Regions from separate parts of the Rattus norvegicus genome. Here all the other regions are linked to region 2. Evidence: chromatin contacts called from public Hi-C data. All regions are on one chromosome and are shown on one strand. Each heading gives the region's core, a stretch centred on a gene start, on an enhancer-like site or on the middle of the called end of the contact. The rest is flanking DNA. Distances are from core to core; before and after follow the strand shown. Region 1 has its middle 34 kb from the start of Fez2. Region 2 holds the start of Crim1 (cysteine rich transmembrane BMP regulator 1). Region 3 overlaps Fez2 (fasciculation and elongation protein zeta 2). Region 4 holds the start of Fez2 (fasciculation and elongation protein zeta 2).

The links. Hi-C and Micro-C count contacts between places; a contact is called where the count stands out from the background.
Region 1: a contact with region 2 is called in a Hi-C map of the A7r5 cell line, with 5 times the contacts expected there. The contact joins the enhancer-like site here to the promoter of Crim1 in region 2. A contact is called at or near these places in 12 of 12 Hi-C or Micro-C datasets (the A7r5 cell line, the Rat2 cell line, Schwann cells and 7 more) and 1 of 1 datasets of contacts at active chromatin or transcription factors (oligodendrocytes).
Region 3: a Hi-C map of the A7r5 cell line shows a contact between it and region 2, with 2.7 times the contacts expected there. The contact joins the enhancer-like site here to the promoter of Crim1 in region 2. A contact is called at or near these places in 2 of 12 Hi-C or Micro-C datasets (the A7r5 cell line and the Rat2 cell line).
Region 4: a Hi-C map of the A7r5 cell line shows a contact between it and region 2, with 2.1 times the contacts expected there. The contact joins the promoter of Fez2 here to the promoter of Crim1 in region 2. A contact is called at or near these places in 5 of 12 Hi-C or Micro-C datasets (the A7r5 cell line, frontal cortex, hepatocytes and 2 more) and 1 of 1 datasets of contacts at active chromatin or transcription factors (oligodendrocytes).

What each region holds. Positions count from the first base shown.
Region 1 is chr6:22,371,319-22,374,396 of GRCr8, forward strand. No RefSeq gene overlaps it. Among named protein-coding and RNA genes, the nearest start is that of Fez2, 34 kb to the right of the region's middle. Within about 2 kb of position 1,428, at least 5 of the 93 cell types and tissues checked have an H3K27ac peak or open chromatin away from gene starts, as enhancers often do. A contact at or near this core is called in the A7r5 cell line, where this site is marked.
Region 2 is chr6:22,621,006-22,624,022 of GRCr8, forward strand. It overlaps Crim1 (cysteine rich transmembrane BMP regulator 1), which reads right to left and starts at 1,411. Exons shown (of 17, transcript NM_001169103.1): 1 at 560-1,411. The coding sequence starts at 890.
Region 3 is chr6:22,435,629-22,439,017 of GRCr8, forward strand. The region is part of intron 5 of Fez2 (fasciculation and elongation protein zeta 2); the gene reads left to right. Among named protein-coding and RNA genes, the nearest start is that of Fez2, 31 kb to the left of the region's middle. Within about 2 kb of position 1,988, at least 23 of the 93 cell types and tissues checked have an H3K27ac peak or open chromatin away from gene starts, as enhancers often do. A contact at or near this core is called in the A7r5 cell line, where this site is marked.
Region 4 is chr6:22,405,204-22,408,292 of GRCr8, forward strand. It overlaps Fez2 (fasciculation and elongation protein zeta 2), which reads left to right and starts at 1,594. Exons shown (of 8, transcript NM_001414905.1): 1 at 1,594-1,854. The coding sequence starts at 1,604.

The DNA.
Region 1 (3,078 bases), core at 178-2,677, 250 kb before region 2:
AGGCAAATAAACAAAGCATGGCTTGCAGATACTGTGAAATATTAGTGATCCTCCCACGTGCTACAAGATGAAGTATGACAGCTCTATGCTAATCCAGTCCCAGGAAGACTTGCGTTATATGGTCCGATCCTCCCAAATTCGTGACATTACCTCGTGAGTTAGAGAGACCCCTCTAGCAGCACTGGCTGCTGGTCCTGAGGACCCACCTTTGATCCCCAGCACCCACGTGACAGCTCATAACCATCTGTAACTCCAGTTTCATGGGCTCTGACTCCTCTCTGGCCTCCATGGCCACTGCGTGAATACTCAGACTCCTAGAAAGCAAAACAGCGATGCCCAGGATGGGGAAGAGGGGAAAACAAAACCTTTGTGTAAGTGGCAAAGAGTTTCGGATTTACAAGGAGAGAAAGTTGTCAACATAACTTCTACAAAACAAAAATGAACACTATACCGCATACGGGAGGTGGTTAAGAAAGAAATGAACATAGAAAAGGTTATATTTTAGAGTTGGTAACCCTCTTAGAATGAAAATATATTGCATCACTCCCTCCCTTCCTCTTCTTCCCTCTCAGTCCTCTAATGTTCTTCCCACTCCCAAATTCATGGCCTCTTTTTCTTTGATCTCTCTCTCTCTCTCTCTCTCTCTCTCTCTCTCTCTCTCACACACACACACACACACACACACACACACACACACTCTCACTCACAAGCATCCATGCATGCACACCCTACTGAACCCATTAGTGCTGCTTCTGTGTATATGATGATGTCAGGGCTGACTGCTTGGTACAGGATAACCTACTAGGGGCCTCACTCCTGAGGAGGCTGGGTTCTCCCTTCTTGGCAGTTGCTGTAGTTCTTTGTCTAGGGGTGGGGACCAGGGAGGTCCTCCCTTTCTACATTAGCATGTCTATTAGTAGATGTTTATTTTTGAAAACCAAAGAGGAAGAGCAACACCTCATAATTTTAGCTGATAAATAGTCTTCTCTTACTTTTTGGCAAACTGGTCTTAAATGAGAGGCAGACGCTGTCTACCAGACTTGTATTTCAGAAGCTGGATGGGGGGAGGGGGGTCCGTGGTGGGGAGGTACAAGTGTGCTTCTCCATAGAAGGGTCTTAGGGCATGGGTAAGATTCTTGAAGTCAAATAAACTTACACAGTTATTGTCCAAGTACTGAAGATCGTCATAGTGGAAAGAATGTTTAAGTACCAGTTATTTCCTAGCTCTCTCTAACTGAATAAGGCTCTCCCTGTCCTTTAGCTCTTTGCATGAAACAAAGTCCTGGAGTTGTAGCAACTCTTAAATAACCTTGAAGAAACATTCAGTCTGGGACCTAGCAGCTTCCTGCTTGTCAACAGATATGTAAAGTCTCTTGGCAGCCGCTGAGCTGAGGCTGAGGCAACCCTTGCAGAACAGTTACCTCCATAGAGAATCAACTGCCCGCAGCTCCTGGTGGGGGCACCAGAGCCTTAGGAGCAAAGCTGAGGCTTTAGACACACATCATACCTTCCCCAAAATGGTCATGACTTGAGGTAAACTGGAGAGCTTGGTAGGTATGTGACCTGTTGGTGAATGGCAGGATTTCCAGCCAAGAATATTATTGGATCTTTCTTGTCCTGAATTCAGCTTCCTAACTTGACCTCACTTGAAAATAGAATGGGTTATTTAGAAGCTGAGACAGGATTTATTGCTGCGGAATTTATGAATTAGCTTTTACCTCTATTGGGCCCTGAGCCTTTGGGCTGGTCTTAGGCATGCTCTGACCTTGAGCCACATGCTGCCTGCCCGGCCCTTGACACAGGATCCAGTATCTAACTTCAGGATACAGATTGGCCAGCTGCCTCCGGGCTGCGCTTCCTAAATAGACCCGGAGAGAAACATTGTAACGATGAAAGCAAGAATAATGGTTTCTATCAGCCCTGAAACAATAAAGCAGATAATATGAATTACAATGCTATATACTTTCCATGGGTCTGAATACACTTACATTTGTTCCAAGGAATGGTGATAATCATATTCTCTGAGGTTTTTTTTTTTATTCTTTTCTAGTATTTTTTCTTCCTTTCCCCCTCCCTTCCTTCCCTTTCCCTCCTCCTTCCACCCCACTCCTTCCGACTTTCTATCAGTTGAGCTGGAAGAGCATTTGTAAGTTTGGAGGAGATGATCCTCTCTGTTCTGAGCAGCTGTGGGACTCTAGGAAACCTCCCAGTCCTCAGTGTATCAGTTTCCTTTCAGTCCAGATAAAAACGACACCTTTGGGCTGCTTAGAGTTTCCATGATGATCACACAAAAGAGACAGTAGACGGTAACTGCCGCTTAACATTATTATGCTGGGTTCTTATGGGTACATTCTTATGGGGTAAGAAAGGAAAAAAAGGCTCAGATTGCTATAAAACTGTTGGAAGAGATCTTTTGAGGATCCAGTGCACAGGAAAAGGAAGTAGGAGAAGAAGGGCCTAATTACATCAGTGTAGTAAGATGATTGTTGAAGCAAATAATCAGAATCGAGCGCACGCTCTCATATGACCAGCCCGTGTCAGCCAGTGTAAGCCACATAGACCCCTTCCTTCCCTAAGCTGCTTTTGTTCAGGGCGTTTTGCTAACCATGAACTTTATATAGTGTTTATGTTGGTAAGGCTGGTTTAAGAAATACAATTCTTTCAATAATATGAACAGGAAAAGAAAAACTTTTCTGTGCAAGATCAATCTCGTCAACACTCCAGCTTCATTGGAGAGGAACCTGTGAGCTCTCGCCACTAGCTGAGGAGCTGCTGACCTGACGGTTGGTGGCTTCTCAGGGAAGGACAGTCAGTTTTCCTTAAGGGTGTGACTCATGGCGGGTCAGCCAAGCTCCAGTGAGTGGTCTCATACTGGGGAGTATAGGATAGGGCGGGTCACAAAGACAACAAAAAAGGGAACAAGGTTGGGAAGGGGCGAAGGTTGGGGAGTAGACCTAAGTGGATACAATCAAAGTACAATATAAGCACATGTCAAATTCTCAAAGCACCGAAAAATGTTGTATTTTTAACAAATGAGCTGAGATCATTCTCCAGGCGAACAGGCTAGAGTTTCAAGAG
Region 2 (3,017 bases), core at 161-2,660:
ACTTCGCCTGGACTGACATATTCCCGAGCTGAAACTGATTTATTACGCGAAGGAGGAAAAGGAGGTGAAGGAAGAGCGCAAAGAAAAAACAAGAGTCATATAGGGAGTGCAGGCTAGAGCACAGGTCTACTCCGCTATCAGAAGCCGGCAGCGCGGACTGCGTACGCCCTCGGTGCCACACTGCGCTATGCGGGCAGGGCGGCAGGGGCGGACTCCCCGAGGGTCTCGCGCGTGCCAGACTCCGCAGTGTTTCCCCGCACAGGGCACCCCTGATTGGGGCGAGAAAGAGCCACCCAGCGTAAGCCCGAATCACCGCACCTGTGTGTGTGTGTGTGTGTGTGTGTGTGTGTGTGTGTGTGTGTGTGTGTCTATGCGGGTTCAGAGGAGCTCACCCACGCAGCCCAACCTCGCCTGTCCCTGAGCAGGCATCTAGGGCACCCTCCCGGGGACAGCGACGATCCCTCTTCCCCGGGATCCCCCTCTCCTCTGGGAAAAGTCTCAAGCAAACTTTGTTCCGTGCCGGCCAGGTGGGAGGGGGAGCGCATCAGGGCAGCCTTACCTTCGCAGACGCCCACTTCATACTCGGTGATGGAGTCGCCATTGAGCGGGGGGCGGATGACACAGCGCAGCCCCCGGTCGCAGGCTCCATGGAGCCCATAGGCTCCACCGCAGCTCTCGTTCCTCTGGCGGGCGCACATGTAGCAGCAGCCGCAGACGCCCTGCACGATGCTTCCCGGGCAGCTCCGAGGCTCCTCGCACTTGGACTCGTCACAGGGCAGGCAGACCAGCGCCCGGGTGCCTGAGCGCGCCAGCAGCAGCAGCAGCCCCAGCAGCGAGACCGAGAGGTGCCCGCAGCCGGCCAGCCCCCTGCCCCCCGCCACCAAGTACATCCTCCTGTGCCGCCGCCTCCTCCTCGCAGCCGGGCCGGGAGCGGGGCGGGCGCCCTCCCCTGCGCGGGGCACACGCGCCGCCGCCGCACCCGCAGCCCGCGGTCCTCGTGCCCCACTAGGGGCCCCCGGGGCGCTCCTCCCCTCTCGGGGCGAGGCCCCCGCCGCCCCTGCGGGCCGCGCCGACCCGGAGCCCACGAGCGTTGGCGCCAGCGGCAGCAGTGGCGGGTGGCTTCCCCTCCTCCTCCTTTTCCTCCCGGGCGGGAGGGGAAAAAGAGGAAAAAAAGTTTCCTCGCGGCAGCTCCGGTTCAACCCAAACTTCTGGCGGCGGCGGTGGCTGCGCACCGCTCCGAAGCAGGGCTGGTGGCTCCTTCTGGTCCTCCGCGCTGCTCCTGATCGCCGGGGAAAGACGACGGCAGCGCAGCCTCCGGGCCGGTCCCCGCCTCCCGAGCCGCCGAGTGGGCGCGGTGGCTCAGCAGAAGGTCCGTGGCGTCCGTTCCTTGCGCCCGGCTCGGCTCTCTCCCGCGCCGCTCCTCCGGGCGCTTGTTTATGGCTGGAGCCTCCGCTGCTCCGGCTGCGCCCTCCCCCATCCTACCTCATCCCCCCCCCCCCGCCCTCCCCGCGCCGCGCGCTGCTCATTGGCTGCCCCCCCACCCTCGGGCCGGCCAGCCCCCTCCCCTCCCCCTCGCCTCCCTCCGGGGCTGCCCCGGCCCTTCCTCCCTCCACGCCTCCTCCTCCTCCCCCTCTCCTTCCTCCGCAGCCCAGCATACCAAGCCGGCCCTGCTGCCGATCATCCGGGCTCGGGCCCCAGCCCCGCGAGCGCGCTGCGGCCGGGGATCCGAGACAGTCGTAGCGACGCGATCCCCCGCCGACACCGGGCCACCAGGGCTAGCTTTGGAGCACCGGGGGCGGGACGGCTGCACCTCGGGGTGGTAGTTTTGAGTTGAGAGAGTGGCGGGGATCCTAGCGAGAGCTGTTGCTGCAGCCTAGGCTGGGCACTGGCCGGATCGAAGCCCAGGAAAGGGAAGCGAACGCGTGGAATTTCCGCAAACTGGACGAGAATCCATCTTCCACTGGAGCTGGGAATAGACTTTGTAAAAGATATTATGTAATGGAGTCTTGGGAACCTGGAGACTTCTCCAGCGAAACTGCTGGTGGGATTGAGTGCTTTAAATGGTCTAGGTAAACATTCTGAGCCGGGACAATGTTGGGAAGGGCTGCAGCTTGAATTGAATTTTAACGATCCACCTTCTGTATGTCTGTGTGGAGGTGCTGTATCATGGGAGGGGTGACTGGAAAGTAACAGAGCTTAATCCTCTCTGGAGTAAAGGCTCAATAGTGGATTACAAGTCTTGACATGACGCTAGGCTGGAAGCGCCTAGGCACCCTTACATGCCACCTGACAGTTTTATTTATTTTTTTTTTCAGGCTCGCGAGCTAAAGAGGAGGGTGCTTTCCCTCCTCCCATTATTCTTCTCTAAAACATTTATCACGAATGTATTAATAAGGAAGGCGGGTAGTAAAATATTCTTTGTTATAAGCCAAGAAACAACTGAAGAGGAACTGTACACGTGTGGAGGATTTCTCTTTAGTAGATTTCAGAGGAGATTCTCCCAGTGACAGCTCTGATCGCTCATCAGGAGAGAACCAGTGGTCCTTTCCTTGTTTCCTCCGTGCCCCCTTACACAATAACAGCCAAAAAATAAAAAAGTGACTAGGATCATATGTGAATACCAGCCTAGTGTTGGGGCAGGTGTGATGTGGGCTTGGCTGCCTGACATGGTCTTGCTGCAGATAGGTGGCAGCCAGTTAGATCAGGGGCATCATGACTAATGAACAAAAGTGAATGGCACCAGCGTGAGGAGAAAGGACACAAAGGTGCCTTTGGGATCTTGCCCGTGTCAGACAGATGTGTACTTCTGCTGAATATTTTGGTTTATCATCAACAGAAAAAGCCAAAGTCACCAGTGTGCCATTCCCCTACCAATGGCATCAGAAAACTAAAGACATTTATACTGAAGAGAGGAAATGTTTCATTAATTAGACTGGTTGTTGAAGATGGGGGTAGCATAGGGAAACGTCAACACTGCAAAGGGGGAGAACACCCCATTTTCTTGGGGCTTAAAAGCT
Region 3 (3,389 bases), core at 738-3,237, 180 kb before region 2:
CTAGTTTCTGTGTTATATTCTCTCTCCCTTCCCCTCACCCTGTCTGTCTTACACACACACACACACACACACACACACACACACACACACACACACACACACACCCCTGAATATGCATCCCTAGAGTCTCTTGGCTGTCTAGTTAGAGGATATTTTGCAGTGGTGCAAGGTAAGGTAGAATCTTGCCATCTGCCACATTGCTTCTCTGACTTGGCTGTTGGCTGGGCAGTGCTTAGAGGCGGGGTGGGGGGTGGGGGGTGGGCTGCACCAGGTGATACAGCCTGAAGGCAAGCATTCTTTCTTGTCCTTTTCCCAGGCACAGCAGTGGATGCATTGAGAAACTTGAACGTCAGCCTCTCCAGCTAGCATCAGTAGATGGTTTTGTGTGTTCCAGCTTGCTCTGATGTCCTGGGGTTGCCTTTTCACTTCTATGTCTCAGGCTAGAATTCTGAATTCTGATGACATGAACACCATCTCTCACAAACAGCCAAGTTTCTTGTAGTCGAGATAGTCCAGCAGTGCTCACGTCTGTGTGCCTAAGGAAAACCGAAATTGCATATGCATCTTACGAATGTGCATTCTTCTTTCTTGTTTTTGTTCTTTCATCTTTAGTGGTTCTAATTAGTTTTTTGATTGGGAAAATTAAGCTAATGAATTTGGACTGTCCTTCCCAAATAGTTTTCTTGTGTGAGCTCTGACTTCTTTATCCAGCTGAGGTTTTCCCAGTTTGCATCGAGCTTTCTCATTTCCTCAGATGACGGAGCCAGGTGATACCGACTGAAAGCAAGCGTTCTTTCTTGTCCTTTTCCAAGGGCATGAGTTTAACTAATGAGCTGATTCGTTTACTTGAAAATCATCTTTACTGTTGGCTCTGGAACCTGTGATGTCTTTGGGTAACCTGTTTTATAAACAAGGAACAAATTATGACATGGTGGTGTGTGAAGAATCCACAGAAAGAGTTATGTTATTTAGATTTCTCTTATAAAAGGAGTCTCTTCCATCAAAAGTAATAGTTATATTCTCAGCAAAGTGAGGGACCCTGGAAGTCTGTTGGCCAAGTCATGAGTCTCACCAACATAAAACTGTGTATGGGTCTGGGTCTCGAAAAGGTGGGGCAGGAGGGTAGGAGAGGCATACAGAACAACTCCCACAAGGCCAGTGTGGGTGGACTCATTCCCAACAGTGCCTTGGTTGCCTGGTGCGGCTGGGCCAGACCCTAGTAGTCTGCTTCCTTCAGGGTAACCCTCTTTGTTAATCAGGATTTCTTTACACCCTCAATATTTATTGAGGGTCTCAGAGCATACTCATGCATAATTGAACTGGTCAATATTTACTGTGTTAAAGGTTAAAACTAATAAAAGATTAATTCATTCAAACTATCAAAGTTAAATTATTAATTCCTATATAAATGGTAAGTTTTCATAGAATATAACTTGGAAGGTTGGTTAGAAAAATGTCATTGGTGTTTGTTTGTGTCAGTCTTGTTGATGTATGGCGGAGCTGAAGGACGTGAGTCTCCGCTCCGCCTCTGCTCTTTGGAATATCACAGTGTCCGCTGTGGTAGTCTGAATCGGGGTGGTGAATATGGCCAAAGTACATGATGTGCATGAAAGAAATCGTATGAAGCCTAATACTGTGCATGGTTAGTCACAGCAGTAGTTTAGAAGGAAGACCAGCCACATCTTAATAATAGTAAGGTAAGTTTGAGGTCCTGTTCCTCTAGGAGAATTTCAGTGTCTCTCAGGTTGTGCCTGGGCCACACTTTGAGATCACTGGGACCAGCGTATACATTGTTGGGAGCAGAGAACATTTCCGTGGCTTCCTGAGGACCGGGAAGATGCCTTTAAGTTTACTCCTTCAGCCTAACCAGTGTTTACTGGTTCAACTTTCCCCCTGAAATTCCAGGGAAAAGTACCATCCGGTGACTCAGAGTGCAGCTTCCTCAGGAGCCTTTCCTTTGGTTAGTCATGCTCCAAGAATCTCTGCTGCCTTTGATTCAGCTGCTAAAGTTGCCAGTGTGCCTCTCGACGATGATACGTGTGGCTGCGGGCTGCTTACAAATCAAGATAAGTCATCAAAAGGGAAGAGAGTGTAGTGAGTGAACTCTATGGAGTCTTAGACGTCGTCAGGAGAACTAAGTGGCAGTTGTTTTCTAGGCTGGTGAAGCGGGATCCATTCTGCTCCCCGGGAAGCATATGCCGTGTTCCAATTCACATTCTCGGCAGCAAGGCGATGGCAGGTGCCCGTAGAGTGAGTGGGAGCGGTTGGTAGTTTGAGAAGCAGCACGTTCATCTGCCAAATGTCAGGTTCATCTCCCCAGACTGATGGCGGAGAGACAGACCTCAGCTCAGAACAGGCAAGCTGGGAAGGATTAAGTTTTCAGGCTTCCGATAAGATGTAGACAAGCAGTATCAAAATGTATCTTAAGAATTGTGTGGTAAACTTTTAAATAAAATAACGGTAGGGCTGACATTTACAAGTCGGAACAAGCCTATGAGTTAGAGCAGGAAAGCTCTCCGTGGGTATAGCGGCCGACAAACAGTCGGTTTCGCATTGGGCTCACACGGGAACGGAAGAGCATGATTCTGTCTGCTTTACGAGAATGAGTAACCGTGGCATTTTCTAACTGCTTGTCTGTTGGGCACAGAAAGCCATCATGGAACATTCTACTAATCGTCTCTGAACTTCTCTCTCTGTCCTGTTCTTCCTGGGTCATGTACTGCCGCCTTTAGCGCTTCAGCATGGAAGGGATCTCAAATGTCATTCAGAATGGCCTCCGCCACACCTTTGGAAACTCAGGTGGAGAGAAACAGGTGCTCATGATCCTTATTTTCCTCACCCTCTGCTTGTTCCTTTGCTCTGTGAGGGCCCTGAAAGCTGGCACTTTTACTAATTTGTAAGAGCATGGCTGAGCGGGGAGAAGTGCAGACTCATTCTGTCTGCGTGTGGACAGGAATGAGCAGCGCCTCCCTTTGGGGGAAAGCGTTTAGATTGGGCAGCAGACAATTGCATTCCTCAGCAGGTTTCAGGGCCCCGATTCCATGCCCAGCCTTAAGGAATAGATATTAATATACTGACTTACTAGCTTGCATGATCCTGAAAACAACTGACCTGAAACATGGCACACTGTTGCTAAACATTTAGAAAAGAAGAGCTCACTTTAAGGACAATGTGGCCAGAGCTTGTTACCTTCCAGATGAGACAGACTCTCAGGTCAAATGTGCAGAGAGCGCATTTTCCCTCTTTTATCTGAAGTTGGGCCTATTGTACAGTGAGCCAGCCCAGTTGTCAGCCAAGTAAAGAATCAGGGATCAAGAGTTACGTGCTGTGAGACGGCAGAGTCGGGTGTGTGGCACCTTGGTTTGTATTTAGAGCTTTGCATAATTCAA
Region 4 (3,089 bases), core at 344-2,843, 220 kb before region 2:
ATTCATGGCCTAATTTTCCTGAATTATTGTTGGTACATATACAAGCTAACTTTTCTTCACACATGTTCATTTTCATAAAGGTCTCTGGGAGCTGGTAGGAAATAAAATAGGTATAAAATAAATAAGTTTGAGTGAGCCAGTTTGTCGAATTAGGCTGTGTCACGTGATCAAGGAGCCCGGCTTCCACCTCTGGAGCCTCAGGGGACTGTGCAAACCAGAAGCTAGTGTTTTTTTTGTTTCTGTTTTTGTTTCTTTTTTGTTTCTTTTTTTTCAGATTGGTGGCAGTGTAGGAAGCTAGAAGTTAGCGGAAGAATGGGGCAATATCAGGAAGGAGAACAAGGCTTCTGATAGGAAATACTGAGAGAAGGGACAAGGGAACAGAAACTTGAAACTGGATAGTTTCTAAGAAAGGCTGAGTCAAAAGAATCTAAAGAAAGGGTGGGTGGAAGGGCACAATGCCACAGCGTGGGCGGAACTGGGTCTCCTATTGAATGGCTTCTTACACTTTGCCACTCAGCACTTCCTTTTGCCTGAGGAGGGGCAGGTATTGTTTGCAAGGCGGTTTATACTTAATTATATGTAAAACAAGCTCACAGGATAGAGTTGCACAATAAATTTTTATACAAATCATGATCATATGTGTATATAAAATATTTTCTTTTTTTTTTTTTTTTCCGGAGCTGGGGACCGAACCCAGGGCCTTGTGCTTGCTAGGCAAGCGCTCTACCACTGAGCTAAATCCCCAACCCCAAAATATTTTATGATATATTATTTAAAGATGTTTTACCCACCTAAGTGACACATTTGACGAAATAACGATTTTGTCCCTTTTGGGCATGCACTGTACTTACCTACTTTCCTTAATTTTTCTTGTAGTTCAATGAATGTAATGAAACTATAATCCTAGCCATATTCATACCCGACACTACTCTCTACTTTCATAAGTCATTTTATCTTGCAAAAATTAAAAAATAAATAAAAGAGAAGCTGGCTCCATGAAACGAAAGCTTCCCACGCCTCAGCCACACTTTTACAAAATTTAATTTTCACTAAGTCTTAATGCTCCAGCTACAGTAAGTAAAAAGGCAGTGTCCATATATAGCAAGTACGTGAGTATTTATTATTGAGGCATTTTCTAAGTACTTTGAGCATATCTGCTCACATAATTATTCAGCAAGCATGTGCTTTGCATGTGGGAGAGATGCATTTATGGAATGAATTTCGGTACCATATAAACATTTTCCAGTAATTCTTGTCAATCTAGATGGAGTGTCAGGAATGTTCTCACAGAGCAAAAATCTGACAGTAGGTTTAAAGAAGTCTTCCTTTTGGCCATTTTTAGACAGGGACGCTGAGGGAAGTTATTTCCAAATGATCAAGAACATAGGAAGTGACTCAACTAAGTTAAGGTCTTCCTTTCCCTGAGAACTGGTGGTCAGCTCCAGAAGACTCAGAAGATTAAAGTCAGCTTGGGTGTCGCTCGCCCAAGAGCTGGAGGACGAGGGGGCGTGGTTTCGAGTGGGCGGCACCAATGGGGCGTGTCCTGACAGCGACAGGGCGTGGCCGTCTGACTGGGGCGGGGCGCACGCTGGCAGCCGGCGCGATGGCGGCAGACGGGGACTGGCAGGATTTCTATGAGTTCCAGGAGCCGGCCGGGAGTGTCCGGGACCAGGAGAACTGTAACGCGAGCCCGGAGGCTGGAGCGGGGGCACACGCGGGCGGCGACAGCTTCCCGGCGCTGGCTTCCAGCCTGGAGGAGAAGCTGAGCCTGTGCTTCCGCCCCACGTCGGACGCCGACCCCCCGCGGGCGGCCGTGCGGCCCATCACGGAGCGCAGCCTCTTGCAAGGGGACGAGTGAGTGCGGGCCCAGGAGCGGGCGGGAGCGGCCCCCACCTCGCCCTGCCCCCGCCGCAGCCCGGAGTCTGCACAGGCCCCGCCCCGCGCCCTCCTTCTTCCTCCGCCGCTCCCAGCCCCGCCCCGGGGCTGCTGGCCTGGCCCGCAGGAGTTTAAATGCCCGCTGCTGCCCTGCCTTCCCTTGAATCCTCTTGCAGACCCCTATGTGGTTCCTTGTAGGAGACCCTGCCTTCTGGGGCACTGTGGGTCAGTTCATTCAGTCAGCTCGCTTCTGTTAAAGCTCCTGGGCTTGGCACTGGGGATGCCGGAGTGGCCATGGCTCCTCTCAAGTAGGACACAAAGTGGTATGGGACATAGGTTGGTTAAACACGTAGTTTGCGCGTGTAATGAGTGCTTTGATAGGCATTTGTACCGGATATGGGAGATTTTAAAGGAGATGTCCGAATGAAGACTTCATAGAGAAAGCAAGCTGCAAACTGAATCCTAATGGAGATCTGGAAGTTAGGTAGAGTGCAAAGGTGTGAGGTACTACTGAAGTTCCAGAAGTCTGTTGGGCCCACAAGAGCAAACTGTCACAGAGGCAAAAAGCGAAGGGCAACTCTTACTAATGACATCTCATAGTGTACCCAGAAGGCCAGTGCACAGCAGCAATGGCTCCAGTCTTCTCCGTGATTACCCTCAGTGAGGACATTCACAGGGGTTGATGAAAGCCCTTTATTCCAACACTTTTAAACCCAGTTATTGTTTGTTTAAATGAGAGTTGTAATTATGTACCATGGTTTTGCATCAGAAGCTAGCAGAAAGAATGGTTCGAGCCAGCGAGCTAGAGTATTTTGTTTGCAGGGTGAGAGGAGGTCCTAAACTCTTAGGTCCTAGCTCTCTCTGAAGGTGATAGGTAGAGCGGGTTTCCAGAACATTGCAGAGGTGGAGGGAGACACTAGACATTAGTGGGGAGAATTAAAACAACAACATTTTATTACATCTTAATAATTTTGCGTGAGTACTTGTGTGATTGTGGACGGGTAATACAAGCCCATCAAGCACATCATTGGAAGTCAGAGGACCACTTGCACAGTTCGCTCTCTTTTTCTACAACATGGGTCCCCGGGGGTCATTGGTGTTCGTGCCAGGCGCTTTTAGGCACCAAAACCATGCGAGGAATTCTTGAACTATGATAAGATTCATGTGGTTAAAAAGTTTTAATTTCTAAAGGAATTAGCTTTATCAAGAGAGAG